Regions from separate parts of the Mus musculus genome. Here region 2 is linked to region 1. Evidence: chromatin contacts called from public promoter capture Hi-C data. All regions are on one chromosome and are shown on one strand. Each heading gives the region's core, a stretch centred on a gene start, on an enhancer-like site or on the middle of the called end of the contact. The rest is flanking DNA. Distances are from core to core; before and after follow the strand shown.

Region 1 (6,879 bases), core at 1,800-4,299:
ATCTATTTAGTTTGGAAAACAAAATTTTACACAGCGAAGTTAGATTATAAAACAGGTGCCACTTAAAATACCACAAAAAATTCCTAGAAAGATACTTAATGTATACACAGAAAAAAAAAAAACCTCAAAAACACTAAGTCACAAAAGACCTAATCAAATAACGTATGTTATCTCAGTTTTTATAATAAAAAGTTAATATCAAAGAAATTTAATTCTCTGTAATTTATATAAACAATTAAATCTCTTGGGTAAAAATAAACTATATATACCAAAGCTCTTTTTGGAAAAAATAATCAGGAATATTAAAACAGCAAGAATGGAAAATACATGACAGATTAAAAAATTATATGAGGCCTCAATGATTAATACTGATACCATTGTATGAATATAAATCTATAAACCAAATTATATATGAACACACCCACACCAAAATCATGAATTCATTTTCTTTTATCTTTCCGAGACAGGGTTTCTCTGTGTAGCCTTGGCTGTCCTGGAACTCACTTTGTAGACCAGGCTGGCCTTGAACTCAGAAATCTGCCTGCCTCAGCCTCCCAAGTGCTGGGATTAAAGGCGTGCACCGCCACTGCCCAGCCATGAACTTATTTTCTTATCCAACCGACTATAATGACTACTACTGATGGAAAGTGGGAAATGCTTATTAGAGTTATGAGCATCATGCTACAGCCCAGGTTTTTATGTAGTAGCAATGTTGTATACATACTTACTATGTCTTAAAGACTTTTCTATATAACGCCTATAGAGAATTAAGATCAGATCAAATTTACAATCTTTATAATATTTGGTTTAGTGTATTTACATTAACTCCCTCATGTGACTAAAGGGATTAAGTTCTAACAGTGCCTTCATAGTCTAGTTTATCTCTAAATCTGAAGAAAAAGCCAAAAGCCAACACTATCCATCGGCAAAGATACTATGCTGACTTTATCTGTGACCCACAACTTACTTAGCCATTCGTATGATTAGACTTGGAGGGACAGAAGCAATCTTGCTCCTCACTGTTGTCCTACACTATTTCCTCTTCCTCCCTAAGAACACTCTTAGACCTCAAGGTTTCCATCATTTACAGACTACCAGACTACTTCATTTCAAACTGGTAAATGCTCTACTTTGTTTTGGTAGAGGTGAGCAAAGCTATAGTAATGAAAAACAAACCAAATCAACAAAAACTAAAACCTTAACTGTTGTGCTGACAAAGTCATTTCTTTAAAAACTGATACAGGTCTCCTAAGTTTAACTTAGAAATTAAATGATTTTACTTTACCTCTAAAGCTTACTTAAAACCCCAAACCAACCATGTACTCGTCAAAGAAATTGACTATTTTAGCAAACAAACTAATAAACCATGCATTCCAATACAAATAAAAAATGCTTTTCTACAAAGTACCCAGTAAATGAAAGTATTTTCAGAGAATAAATCTTTCACTATGATAAGAGCCTATAATAAGTAATATTTATAGGGAACAGAAATATACTAGAGGTGGCTAATTAAATTGATTTAAATAATAAAATAAATTATTTTACATTTAAGAAAAAGAAATATAGATTCTTTGGATAACGGTTACATAGGTAAACATAATTTGTGCAACCTCCCGATTTCCAAGAATTATGGAAATGGAGTTAGTTCCCTTCTTTCCAATAGAAAGACACCTGAAGAGGAATTATTACAGGAAAAACTTTTAGGAATACAAAAAGATCTGAAAACACTTAGAATGTTTTTCTGAAACATATTTTTGTCTTTGTTGTTTCATTTATAGAGGTGAGCTAAGCAGTGCTATGAAAAGATAAAACCTTAAATACATTTTGGTTCAAAAATATTTAAGCTTTTTGATTATAGTGAATACATTATCAACTGACAGACACAGGGTGACTACTTTCAGCATACAGGACCATAGGCTACAATACAAATGTTACTCTAACTCCGTAGTTTGTAGTCCCTTGGAAGAAAGGGCAAAGCAATAAAAGCTTTTTGACAGCTATTCCTTAGTTACCATTTTTACCATCAAAATAGAGAAAATACTTATGTAGCTCTTGAGGTTCAGAAATTCACCTTTGACCATCATTTATTTGCAACACATACTAAATACCTACAATGTATTAAGCCTAGAAAGGATATTTAAAGGCATTTTGAAGACAGCATCCCTGATGTCAAGAAGCCGAAGAGGTAATAAACAAGAGATTAAGTCACTAATGGGAAGAGGACAGGGTGCTACAAAGTGCTTCTCGGAAGTCCTAAAGACAGGCACTCAACTCGGAAACTCACTTGGTCTACTAACCGCAGTCCCAACTGAGAACACGTCGCTCTATGAGAAAGATAGAACGTTTGCCTATCATTTCCATAAAGTCTGGGACTGGACTAGGAGCACTGGACTTCATGGCGGCAAGATGCTATGAGTCAGTCCACAATTATTAAAAAAAAAAAAAAAGGATTACTTCTTACAACCAAATGCCAACATAGCCGTCTGACTGTGAGGGGAAGCTTGGGGGATCTGCTGGGTGCGGAGCGTCCTCCACAGAAGGGTTAGCTTGAGGGTGGGAGCGGGGGTGGGGGGAAGGGGCAGTGGAGGGTGGCGAGCAGAGGCTATGGCATCTGCGACCGTTCTCGTGGCAGCGGGCCGTGTCTGGAATACAGACGCCCTGAGGCCGGGATGGCCGAACGGACGCGCGCGGAACGCTCCGGCGTCCCAGATGTGCAGCTGGAGCCGGTTGCCACGCGCTACGGTCTCCGCTACTGAGGCCTAACTTACAGGCGTTCCGACTGTGTCCCTAAGAGTCTTCCCAAGGTGGCAGCCGGCCGCCTAACACCAAACCTCTCCCGCGAATTCTCGTACCTGGAGACAGCGGGCCCCTTACAGCGGGGCGTGCAGTAGCCAAAGCAGCGCTAGCCGTCAGGTCTTAGCACACAGCGTGTTCTTACCGCCACCGGCAAAGATGGCGGTGCACAGCCGCCGCCTCGCGCAAGGCATGAGGGCATAGTGCGCGTGCGCGACAGAGCGCAGAGTCGGCGCCCTGGAGGGAGTGATGACGTTGGTGACGTCATTGCGCCGCGACGCCAATGAACTGAGGGAGCCTAGAATCGTCGAGCCGCAGTGGGAGTGGCGGGGGCCTGAGAACCGGAATTGTGGCGAATCAGGTGTGTAAGACAGCGGCTCTCCCTCGGTTTAGAGAACTGTGTGCTAGCGGGCGCAGGTAGAGCCCTTCTCCCTAGTCTCGGCGGCGTTAGGCTTGCTGTCTCCTCAGGCTTTGTGGGCCTTGCTAATCCGGTAAGACGGAGGTGGTAGGCAGGATCCCAAGTCTAATTCTCAGCTCCTTCAGTATTACTGTTTAAGGCCAGGAACCCATTTCTTCCCTAGCGTTTTGTCTCATCTACTTGGCTGTTCTTTGAATTTTGTTCCCGTGTCGAGATGGGCCGCCCCTCTCCCCCTACATCTCCAATGGCATGGTATTCATGTTTTAACGGAATGTATGTCTCTGTGATTATGTAAATTATAAATTATTATTGTTTGTGCGGTGGTTATAAGGATAGTTTGGAATCCAAAGGGACGTGTCAAGGTGGTGGTCTATAGTTATGTTAGCCTTGTAGCAGAACTTTATGGAATTTATTATAAGTATAATTTACAATAGTGTAAAGTAGCCATAAAAGTCACCGAAACAATTTAACATGGTTTTCACTCTCCAAGAAGTTTTTTTTTCATACTTTTCATAGATTTACTAGGATTAACAAAAGGTAAGGAGGATGAAGGAAATATGAGTGATTATTTTGCCATTGAAATTTTACTTTATTTTTTTTTTTTGATATATTTCTGTAGACAGAGTATTGATAGCTTATTTCTTTGCCGTCAGTGAAATTAGCCAGTTTAAGCCAGATTAGAGTATATTAAATGCAGGTTTATTGGGAAGCTGATCTTAGATGGGCGAGTTCACTAGCCCCAAGGACGAAGGCCAGGGAAATCTCCATGGGGAAGCGGGGGGGGGGGGGGGGGGTAGGAAAGAGAGAAGGGGTTGAGTGCACGCAGAGAAAGAAGTGGAAAACAGGAAGAGAGACCAAAACGTCTGGTTTATATAGGGAGAAACCTCTGGGGGAAGGGCAGCCCAGCCCTTGGGCTGGAAAGTTCAAGGTTCCAGGCAGGATATCCAGATAGGGACTGAGGGATGCTGGGAGAACCTGGAAGCCAGGTCCTGCTTTGGTATTTAAAATATGCATCTCATTCCCTGGTCCCGGGTCTGAAACCAAACAGGTATCTCTGTGTAGTCCTGGAGCTCACTGTGGTCGACCAGGTTGACCTGGAACTCAGATTCTTGTGCTTCTGCAGCCTTTGCCTCCCTGAGTACTAGGATTACAGATATGTGCCACAACGCTGGGCACTGAAATTCTGTTTTTATATTTTTGCAGAAGGATTGTCATGGCATGGTAGAATGTATATTGCTTGTCTCTCTATAGAATAATTTAAAAATGACCACACCGAACAAGACACCTCCTGGTGCTGATCCTAAGCAGTTGGAGAGGACAGCAACAGTCAGGGAAATTGGGTCTCAGGCTGTTTGGTCACTCTCTTCCTGCAAACCAGGTAAGCAAAACAAAACCCCAGACTATGATAATCATTATTTACAATCAATCTTCTCTTCTCTTCTCTTCTCTTCTCTTCTCTTCTCTTCTCTTCTCTGAGACATGGTTTCTCTGTGTAGCCCTGGCTATCCTGGAACTTGCTCTGTATACCAGGTTGGCCTTAAATTCAGAACCTCTGCCTCTCGAGTGCCGGGATTAAAGGATAGCCTACTTAGAGTTTTCTTCTGCACTAGACTACCTTTAATGTACTTTTTGTGCAGATACTTCAATTTTAATGAACTGAGTTTTCATTTATTGCATATTTTTATCCAGCTACATTACTAATATCAATAAGATGTCTAGTATTTAGTATTAGATTTAACTTTTTCATAAGATCCTCTCCCATCTCTGGTATTATGTAGTTGTTATTTAATACACATTTGGTGCTTGCTGTCCTTTCTGGAAGCATCTAAGAGTTTTCTTGGAGTCTATGTCTTTTGCTAGGATGTGTCATGGTAGGTTATATGTGTAGTTTTTTCCCATTTACCTAACCTATAATTTGATAGGCATTTTTTTGTAATAATTTTAAAAAGATTAGTGTAAAATTAATTTCAAAGCAGCAACTGAAATATTAAAATGGCAAATTTTGAGACCTCAAACATGAGAAACACATGAGTACAATGTAGGAGAACCTGAAAAGCAAACTGTACTTAAGCCTATAAACATTCAGACTGTGTGAAATGCTACCATTGTAGAGTCCTGATGACAACAGGGTCACAGTAGCAGCAGGCAGGTGTGACGCTGCCTTTGGCCAAAGTACCATTCTAGCTATATTAGGTCATCCAGTCTTTACAGCAGCCTTAGCAAAGGCTAAGCTGCCCCCCACCTCCACTGCCCCAGTTAACTTTGCAAAGTTTTTTTTTATTATTTAAAAAATTGTTTAAATTTTAATATATTTTGATCATATTCTTCCCTTCTCCCAATTCCTAACCTTTCCTCTCCCCCAGTTCCCATCCAACTTCTTTCTCAAAATAAACAAAAAAACTATACAACAAAACCTTCTCAAAACCAAAAACCTAAAATAAAATCATACACACACAAGCACGCACTCATGAATGCAAGCTCACACACACTCCTACTCTTGCAAATTGTAACCAATTAAACATGAGGCCTATCCTGGAGTGGTTGATATACTCAGTGTGGCTCTATTGGAGAAAACCGATTTCACCTCCTAGTAGGTATACGTGACAGTTCAGTTGTTAACTTTACCTAGTGGCTAGATTTTCATTTACTCATTCATTTTTTTTGTTTGTTTAAGAAATCCATAACAGCCGGGCAGTGGTGGCGCATGCCTTTAATCCCAGCACTTGGAAGGCAGGGGGATTTCTGAGTTCAAGGCCAGCCTGGTCTACAAAGTGAGTTCCAGAACAGCCAGGGCTATACAGAGAAACCTGTCTCGAAAAAACCAACCAAACAAACAAACAAACAAAAAAAAAAAAAAGAAAGAAAAAGAAAGAAAGAAATCTATAACAAAATATACTAAGATAAAGCAAAAACTGTTATATTGAAATTGGACAAGCCAAGCCAATAGAAGGAAAAGAACCCATAAGAAGGCCCAAGAATCAGAGATCCACTTGTTCACATACTTAGGAGTGCCATACAAACACTAAACTGCAAGCCATAGTACAAGCACAGAGGACCTGATGCAGGCCTGTGCAGGTGTTGTGTGCACTGCTTTAGTCTTAGCTCATAGGAGCTGTGCTTATGTTGATTTAGAGGGGCCTGGTGTTTTTGATGTCCTCCATACCCTCTGGCTCTTAACTCGTTCTGCCTCTTCTTTCATGGAGCTCCCTGGGCTCCTAGGGGAGAGATTTAATGGAGATATCCCATTTAGGGCTGAATGTTCCAAGGTCTGTCATTCTCTGCATACAATCTGGCTATGGGTCTCTATGTTTGTTCTCATTTGCTTCAGGAGGAAGCTTCTATGATGATGGTTGGGCAAGGCACTGATCTATGAGTATAGAAGAATGTCTTTTTTTTTTTTTTTTTGTGGATCTGATGTAATTTGTCAAATAGAGCATCAAACTTTTTATACAGAAGAAAATAGGGAAGAGGGAAGTTAGGTGACAATGAGGTTACTGGATTCTTACATAAATCAGAGGAATGCAAACACGGAAGGACTAGCAGGAACCAACTGGGATAAAATTCAATGTTAACAACTGGGATCAAAAATAGCCCCACCTAAGGCCCACTTAATCTTAGAAGCCAGGGGCAAGGGCTTCGTGCCCTTGCCATAGTTCTTACTCTAGTCT
Region 2 (6,632 bases), core at 2,000-4,499, about 16 Mb after region 1:
CTTTAATCCCAGAGCTTTGGGGGAAGAAGCAGGAGGATCTCTAAGTTCAAGGCCTGCCTGGTATACAAACTGAGCCAGTTCCAGGACAGCAAGGTCTACACAGAGAAATTCTGCCTATAAATCAATCAATCAATCAATCAATCAATCAAAACAAGTAAGTAATAAATAGACCCAAAACAGAAGTGATGGCCACTGGGGCTGGAGATGGCTCAGAGGTTAAGAGCACTGACTGCTCTTCCAAAGGTCCTGAGTTCAAATCCCAGCAACCACATGGTGGTTCACAACTACCTGTAATGAGATCTGATGCCCTCTTCTGGTGCAGCTGAAGACAGCTACAGTGTACTTACATATCATAAATAAAATAAAATCTTTAAAAAAAAAAAAGTGATGGCCACATTTGGGAAGCGGGGCAGCAGGACAAGTCCAAGATTAGCTTGTGCTTCACAATGAGTACTTGGGGTGGGGAGAGTGCCAACAAGGAGCAAAACACACAGCTCAGGGGTAGAGAGCATTTGCCTCAAATGTTAAGGTCTTGTGTTCAGCCCCAACAACACATACAGAGTGTGTGTGTGTGTCAGCAAACACGCCATTTCAAAAGGGCAAATACTATTTTGGTTAATTCAAGAAGCATCAAATGGGGACAAGTGCAGTGCACTAGTAGGTAGAGGCACCTGCCACCGAGTCTGACTGCCTGCGGTCTATGCTTGGGACCAAAACAGTAGGAGAGAACCCACTCTTCAAAGTTGTCCTCTACCCTTGATGAGTACTGTGGGATGTACTCACCATACCAACATAAATCCACTCACACACGATAAATGTGCTTTAAAGAGACAGAACAGGGTTATGTGGTGAAGAGTCTATAAGTATCTACAATCTAACACTGCCCTACTGTCACTTAGTGATCTGAGACAGGACTCTGAACTTGAGGCTACCCTAACTACAAGCCAACCCAACCATAATCCCACTTCCACAGAACCCAACTCCCTCTGCTGAACTCTTCAACACACGGTACTCATACATATGAACAACACACACACAAATAATAAAATAAAGTCACCAAGAATATAAAGCCAACTTCTAAGACTATAATTGTTAAGGGCCTCAAGATGGCTCAAAAGGTAAGAGCATTTGTCACACAAGCATGAGGACCTGAGATCCATCCTTTACATTTCACTAAGCGTCAAAATACTGACTCCTCATATTCTTAGACCTCTCCTCGCATGAGCTATGGCACAAGAATGCTAAACTCACTCACTCGTGTGTGTGTGTGTGTGTGTGTGTGTGTGTGTGTGTTATTCAACAAATTTTAATCTTGGGTTTAAAAAAATACTTTCAGGTATTAGTGACTAGGATCCTCCCCACTCAGCCTTTGTTTTTTCCCACTGTTTTTGTTGCTGAGACAAGGCTTTCACATGTAGCCCAGGCTGTAAAGAAATCACAATGAGCTTCATGCCCCATTCTGTACTGCTGGGATTACAAGCAGCCAGTGTCACCACACCCGGCTAAAGGTCAGATTTGTGTGTGTGTATGTGTGTGCCTCGATTCTAGACTTGCTTCCACTAAACAAACAGCCAGGACCAGGTGAAAAAGAACCAAATTCCCAAGTCAGACCCTCTGCCTGCAAAAAGAACCTTTACTAACATCCTGCCTGCCATTCAGGCCAAGGCCCTGCTTGCTATCATCAGGTCTTCCTGCCATGGGACAACCATCTGTAATGTCCTCACACAGCACTGAAAACAGGTCCCATTTCTACCTCCACCATTTTCACACATGTATACTACTTTTCCAAAGAGAGGTCAGGAGGGAAATGCTGGTATTTTCTCTAATAAGCAGTACACCCACTCAATTATTGGCTGATTGTTGTTGGGTTCCCCCCCCTCTCCATTGTAATCACAAGGGACCGAACTGCAACAAAACCGGAAAACTCAAGTACTGTTACTCGGTTTTGAATAGAGAGGAAAAAGAAGTATATAGGCCCCAAAGAAACTCGACATCTGGGGCTAGAGCTCACTGATACAAGGCCTGCCTGGATTAAATGTCCACGGAAGGTGGGACTGTAATATTTGTCGAGGTGACTTCTGGGGAACGTTTACCTCTCATGAAGCTTAATTTTCCATACAACACTTTGAAAAGCACTTCTTTTCAAAACCTACAAAGCACTCCTCCTGCAAGTAATGTCTGTGAGCACAGGTGGGTGAGCTCCCTCCCGGACCTGGTGGCATGGCCAAATGTGTTTGCTTATTAGCCTTAGGCTTAACCTAAGATCTCTCCAAGATCTGCACCAAATCAAGACCCACAAGCATTCTGCTCACTGGTGGGCATCTGCCGGTAGTTGCCGGTTGGAGGGTTGGGGGCGTTGGGACAGGCAGAACCAACACTACCAACCGCACAGGGACCTAGGTGACTTAAGTTGGGGGGCTATCGACTTGTTAGAAAGTGCGAGCGCCGGGGCGCGCGAGTGGAACAAAAAACCTGTAGCGAGAAGGGTAACACGGAAGTGCTCACTCCCGCCCGCCCGCCCCTCCCACCGCCAAGCAGCCAAAAGCGAGGGGCTTGACAACGTGCTGGGGGGCGCAGGAGGGGAGGGAGTCCCCGGAAAGCGCTACGAATCGGCAGCAACTCCAAACCCGCCCCCTGGCCCGCCCGCCCAGCGAGGAACCTAGGTAGGCCGCGGGCGCCCGCGCCCATAGCCCCCCATCCGGGAGCCCGGGAGGAAAGGGACAGTTGAGGAGCTCGTGCGCTCCGAGGAGGCTGCAGCCCTGCGCGCGCGGCGAGCCGAGGCCCTGGGATCCGAACTGCCACCTCCGCCGCCGCCATCCTCGAAGCCTCCAGGCAAGGCCTCCAGGCCGAGCCGCTCCGGAGCTGCTCACCCGCGCCCGGGCGCTCCGAATCCAGGAACGTGAGCCCCCGGTCTCCCTTCTCCAAGAGAGCAAAGCCGCCGCGAGCGGGCCGAGTCCGTCCCCTCCCGCCTTGGCTCCACGTCTCCGGCTCGCCTGCCCGAGTCCCGACGCCCCGGGAAAAGGCTTCCAGGGTCCCCAGTCCACCCCACCCCCGGTACCGCTCCCACCCGGACCCGCGTCCCGAGCTTGACACTCCCAGCCTCCGCCACCTCCAACCGCAGCCCCAGCCCGCCTCACCTCAGTCGGCTCCCGCAGCGCTGGACACAGGAAACTCCTGGGTCCTCGACTCCGGCTCTCCTCGACCCCCCTCTTCGGTTAACTCCGCTTGTTTTCTCGACAAAATGGCGCCCGAGGTCGCGCGCTCACGTCGCGGCCTTTCCCCTCCCAGTTCCCATTTCACCATTCGCTGCCCGCTTTGGCGGAGGGATGGCCCTAGCGCCCAGCCAATGGCCGCGCGCTGACCGCAACGGCGGTCCAATCGCCGATGGGTACCCGCGGATTTAAACCAATCACACACTAATCACTCGCAGAAGTCGAGGAAGAAACCAGGCTCCTGCTAGCAACCACCAATCCAGACTCCTAGTTTGCGGGGCTCAGGCCAATTGCCGCTCATCAGCCCTGGGACTGGGTCCGAGTCTGGGCGCCTGCGCACCCGGGTGTAAGCCAATGGTTAGACGTTGGGAACTTCGATTTGGGACTCGAAGACATAAGCCTTCGAGGTGTTCGACCTATGGGGACTGGCTGGTCATTGCCTCCGGGAAACAAAAAAATACGGAAGGGAGCTCGTTAATGCATTGCCACCCTGCGCACAAACTACTCTAACTTAGAGACAGGGTGATGCTCGTCTACTTTCCTTCGTCTTTCGAAATGTCACGGTCCGAGAGGCTGTGCGGGTTCCCAGCGGAAGCATTGTCCACCCCTCGGATCTCTTTAGCAAGGAGCACCAGTCATCAGAAGGCGTCAGACGCGGGGCAAAGTTGAGGTCCTTTGCATCCTGGGTTATGTAGTCGCACGCCCCGCCTATTCCTGTCGCAAAAGTAACGTGGTCTCTTCCATCACTGTCTGCGCCCTAGAGCAGCAATGCATGCTGGAGAATGTAGTCTCCCAGATGCCCACCTAATCCTGGCTCTTTTAAAGTTTGTTTTCCATTTGTCTTTTGAAGCAGGGACGCTTTGCAGAGATATAGAAACAGAAGTTCTCCTCCTGCTCTTGGCTATTCTCAAGGATGCCAATGCCTTTTGCTTCTTGGATAAAAGGCTACGTTATCCACTGTGTCCTCCTATCTTTTAGACTTTTTGTTTGAGTTTTGAAACAAGGTCTCTTTCAGTTAACCCAACTGTAGTCCAGGCTGGCCTGAAACATACTAAGAAGCATAAATTGACCTTGAGCTCCTTGCAATCTTCCAAAATACTGAGATGATAATAGACGTAACCTCTCATACCAGTACTATTTGAACTTTAAAGAGATGTGTTAAAGACTTTTATTACTTATTTTACGTGTACAGGCGTTTGCTTGCATGTAAATCTATGCACCATGCATGTACAATGTCCTCAGAGGTCAGAAGAGGATGCCCGTCCCTCTGGAAGTGAACGGTTGTGAGCCACTGGGTGGGTCCTCTGGAAAAGCAGCCAGCTCTTGTAATCTCTGTGCCATCTTTCCAACCCCTAGATGAAAAAAAAAAAGTGTCTGAGTGCTTGCCTATATATATGTTCACCTAGAGAGTGTGGACCTGGTACCCAGGAAGGCATTGGATGCCCCGGGACTGAGATGAGAGTCTCAGCAGTAAAGTTGTAAGCTGCTCTATGAGTGCTGGAAACCCACCCCTGCACCTCTGCAAAAACAGCTCCTCTCCAGCCCCCATCTTGAACTTTTTTTATCAATGTTTTATTTGTGCAATTTAGCAATATGGGGGTTGTTTCGTTTTGTGGGTTTTGTTTTCTTTTGTTGTTAAAGAAGAAGAGAGACAAAGATGAACTGAGACTGTTCTGGAGAAGGGGGAGGGGGACATACAAGTCAACTACCCAAGATCAATTCTGTAATTCTACAACCAGTTTAGTTCAAGCTTCAATTGCCCCCAAACTGAAGGTAAGCTGAAATAAAGCTGATATAAACGGGGCCTCCTAGAGGAGATTCTTAAGCTCACTGCCCATCTCTCCTCGGAGGTTATACATCACTACTAAAATCTGACAGCCATAAAAACTGAGCCAGGATTTTCACAATGCCCTAAAGGTCAAAGTCCTTTGACTGTGTATCTAGGCTGGGTGGTTCTTGTCTTTCCTAAAATGGCTGAGAAGACCTTCATAAAGGATCTAGAAGGGTCACCTTCTAACTCAGCAATTACGAATGTTTGCTTTCAAACATCCTTAAGAACAGGATGTCCTAACGAGCAGACGAGCTCACCTGGCTGATTCTCAGCCTTCTTCCCACCCTCCCTGTCCGACTTTCACAAAATATCCCGGGGCTAAAGTAAAATACAACAGAAGAACTTGGTGTTAAAAGTAAAAAAAAAAAAAAAAAATTTCTTAAAAATTTAAAAGGTTTATTTATTTTATGTATATGGAAGTGTAGCTGTCTTCAGACACACCAGAAAAGGTGCACCCAATCCCATTACAGATGGTTGTAAGCTAACATGTGGTTGCTGGGACTTGAACTCAGGACCCCTAGAAAAGCAGTCAGTGCTCTTAACTGCTGACAGTTGATGGCTCCTGGCGTATATAGAGAGTTTTATAAGTTCACTGTGCTCCAGTGAATGCCCCCTCATCCGTGAGTACGCAGGCAGATCAAATTGGTCTCAAAAAAAAAAAAAAAGAAAGAAAAAAGCAGGCAGACAGAGTGTCTCATACCTCATGACCTGAGCTCAGCACTCACATTTAAGACATTTAAGCAGAAGCAGTCAGATCTCTGTGAGTTCAACCAGCCTGGTTCCAGGACATCCAGAGCTACATAGTGAGACCCTATCTCAAAGGTGGTAGAGGGGAGAGACAGACAGACAGAGGGGACAACAATGACACACACAGGCTAACATCTGGGCAGGGGCCTAAGAGGTGGGATAAATATGATAAAAATACATTAAATACATGTATGGTATTCTCAAAGAAGTAACTGCAATATTGTGTTGGTTTTTTTTTTTTTAAGCCCTCTGAAACAACCAGAAACCCACTTCCTACCTGGACTATATCACTAGCTTCCTGAGTTACGCTGGGTGAGTTACTTCCCCTCCCCAGAGGGGAGTCAGCACAGAGCCTCTAGTGCTAGTCAAGTGCCCTGGCCCATTTATTTGTTCTTTTGTTTGCTTCTTGCATAGCTCTGCTGTGTTGCCTGGGTGGAACTCAAATTCTCAGCTCTACCTCAGCTTCTCAAGTGCCCGGAATCTAGGCACAGAGATAGAGGGTATACTTGCTAGCCAAGATCTGTAGCACTGAGTTCCAACACGGCCCTGTCTTTGTTTTTAATCAGCCAACTTGTTCTAAAAATACTATGTAATCTCATCCACACTTTATGTCCCAGTGAGGTAGGGGCTGAGTTAGTCACTGTTTTTTCTGGATCATAAAACTGAGGCTTGTAGTAGAGCTCTTGTTTTGTATGCCAGCAATAACAAGCTAAATTTAATTTTGGTTTGCCAGGTTGTTTGTTTGTTTGTTTGTTGAGCTGAGGACTGAATCCATTGCCTTGCTTCTTAGTCCTATGCTCTACCACCGAGCAAAATCCCCGAACTCTTTCATGTTTTAAAGA

Evidence for each region. Promoter capture Hi-C pulls out the DNA fragments that hold promoters and counts their contacts.
Region 2: a promoter capture Hi-C map of pre-B cells shows a contact between it and region 1, with 4 times the contacts expected there. The contact joins the promoter of Cnot1 here to the promoter of Abce1 in region 1. A contact is called at or near these places in 4 of 39 promoter capture datasets (cranial neural crest, liver, pre-B cells and 1 more).

Annotation. Positions count from the first base shown.
Region 1 is chr8:79,708,691-79,715,569 of GRCm38.p6, forward strand. It overlaps Abce1 (ATP-binding cassette, sub-family E (OABP), member 1), which reads right to left and starts at 3,050. Exons shown (of 18, transcript NM_015751.2): 1 at 2,853-3,050. It overlaps Anapc10 (anaphase promoting complex subunit 10), which reads left to right and starts at 3,073. Exons shown (of 5, transcript NM_001357234.1): 1 at 3,073-3,154; 2 at 4,463-4,589. The coding sequence starts at 4,475.
Region 2 is chr8:95,804,196-95,810,827 of GRCm38.p6, forward strand. It overlaps Cnot1 (CCR4-NOT transcription complex, subunit 1), which reads right to left and starts at 3,250. Exons shown (of 49, transcript NM_001372353.1): 1 at 3,138-3,250. It overlaps 4930513N10Rik (RIKEN cDNA 4930513N10 gene), which reads left to right and starts at 2,635. Exons shown (of 4, transcript NR_015574.3): 1 at 2,635-4,985; 2 at 6,036-6,102.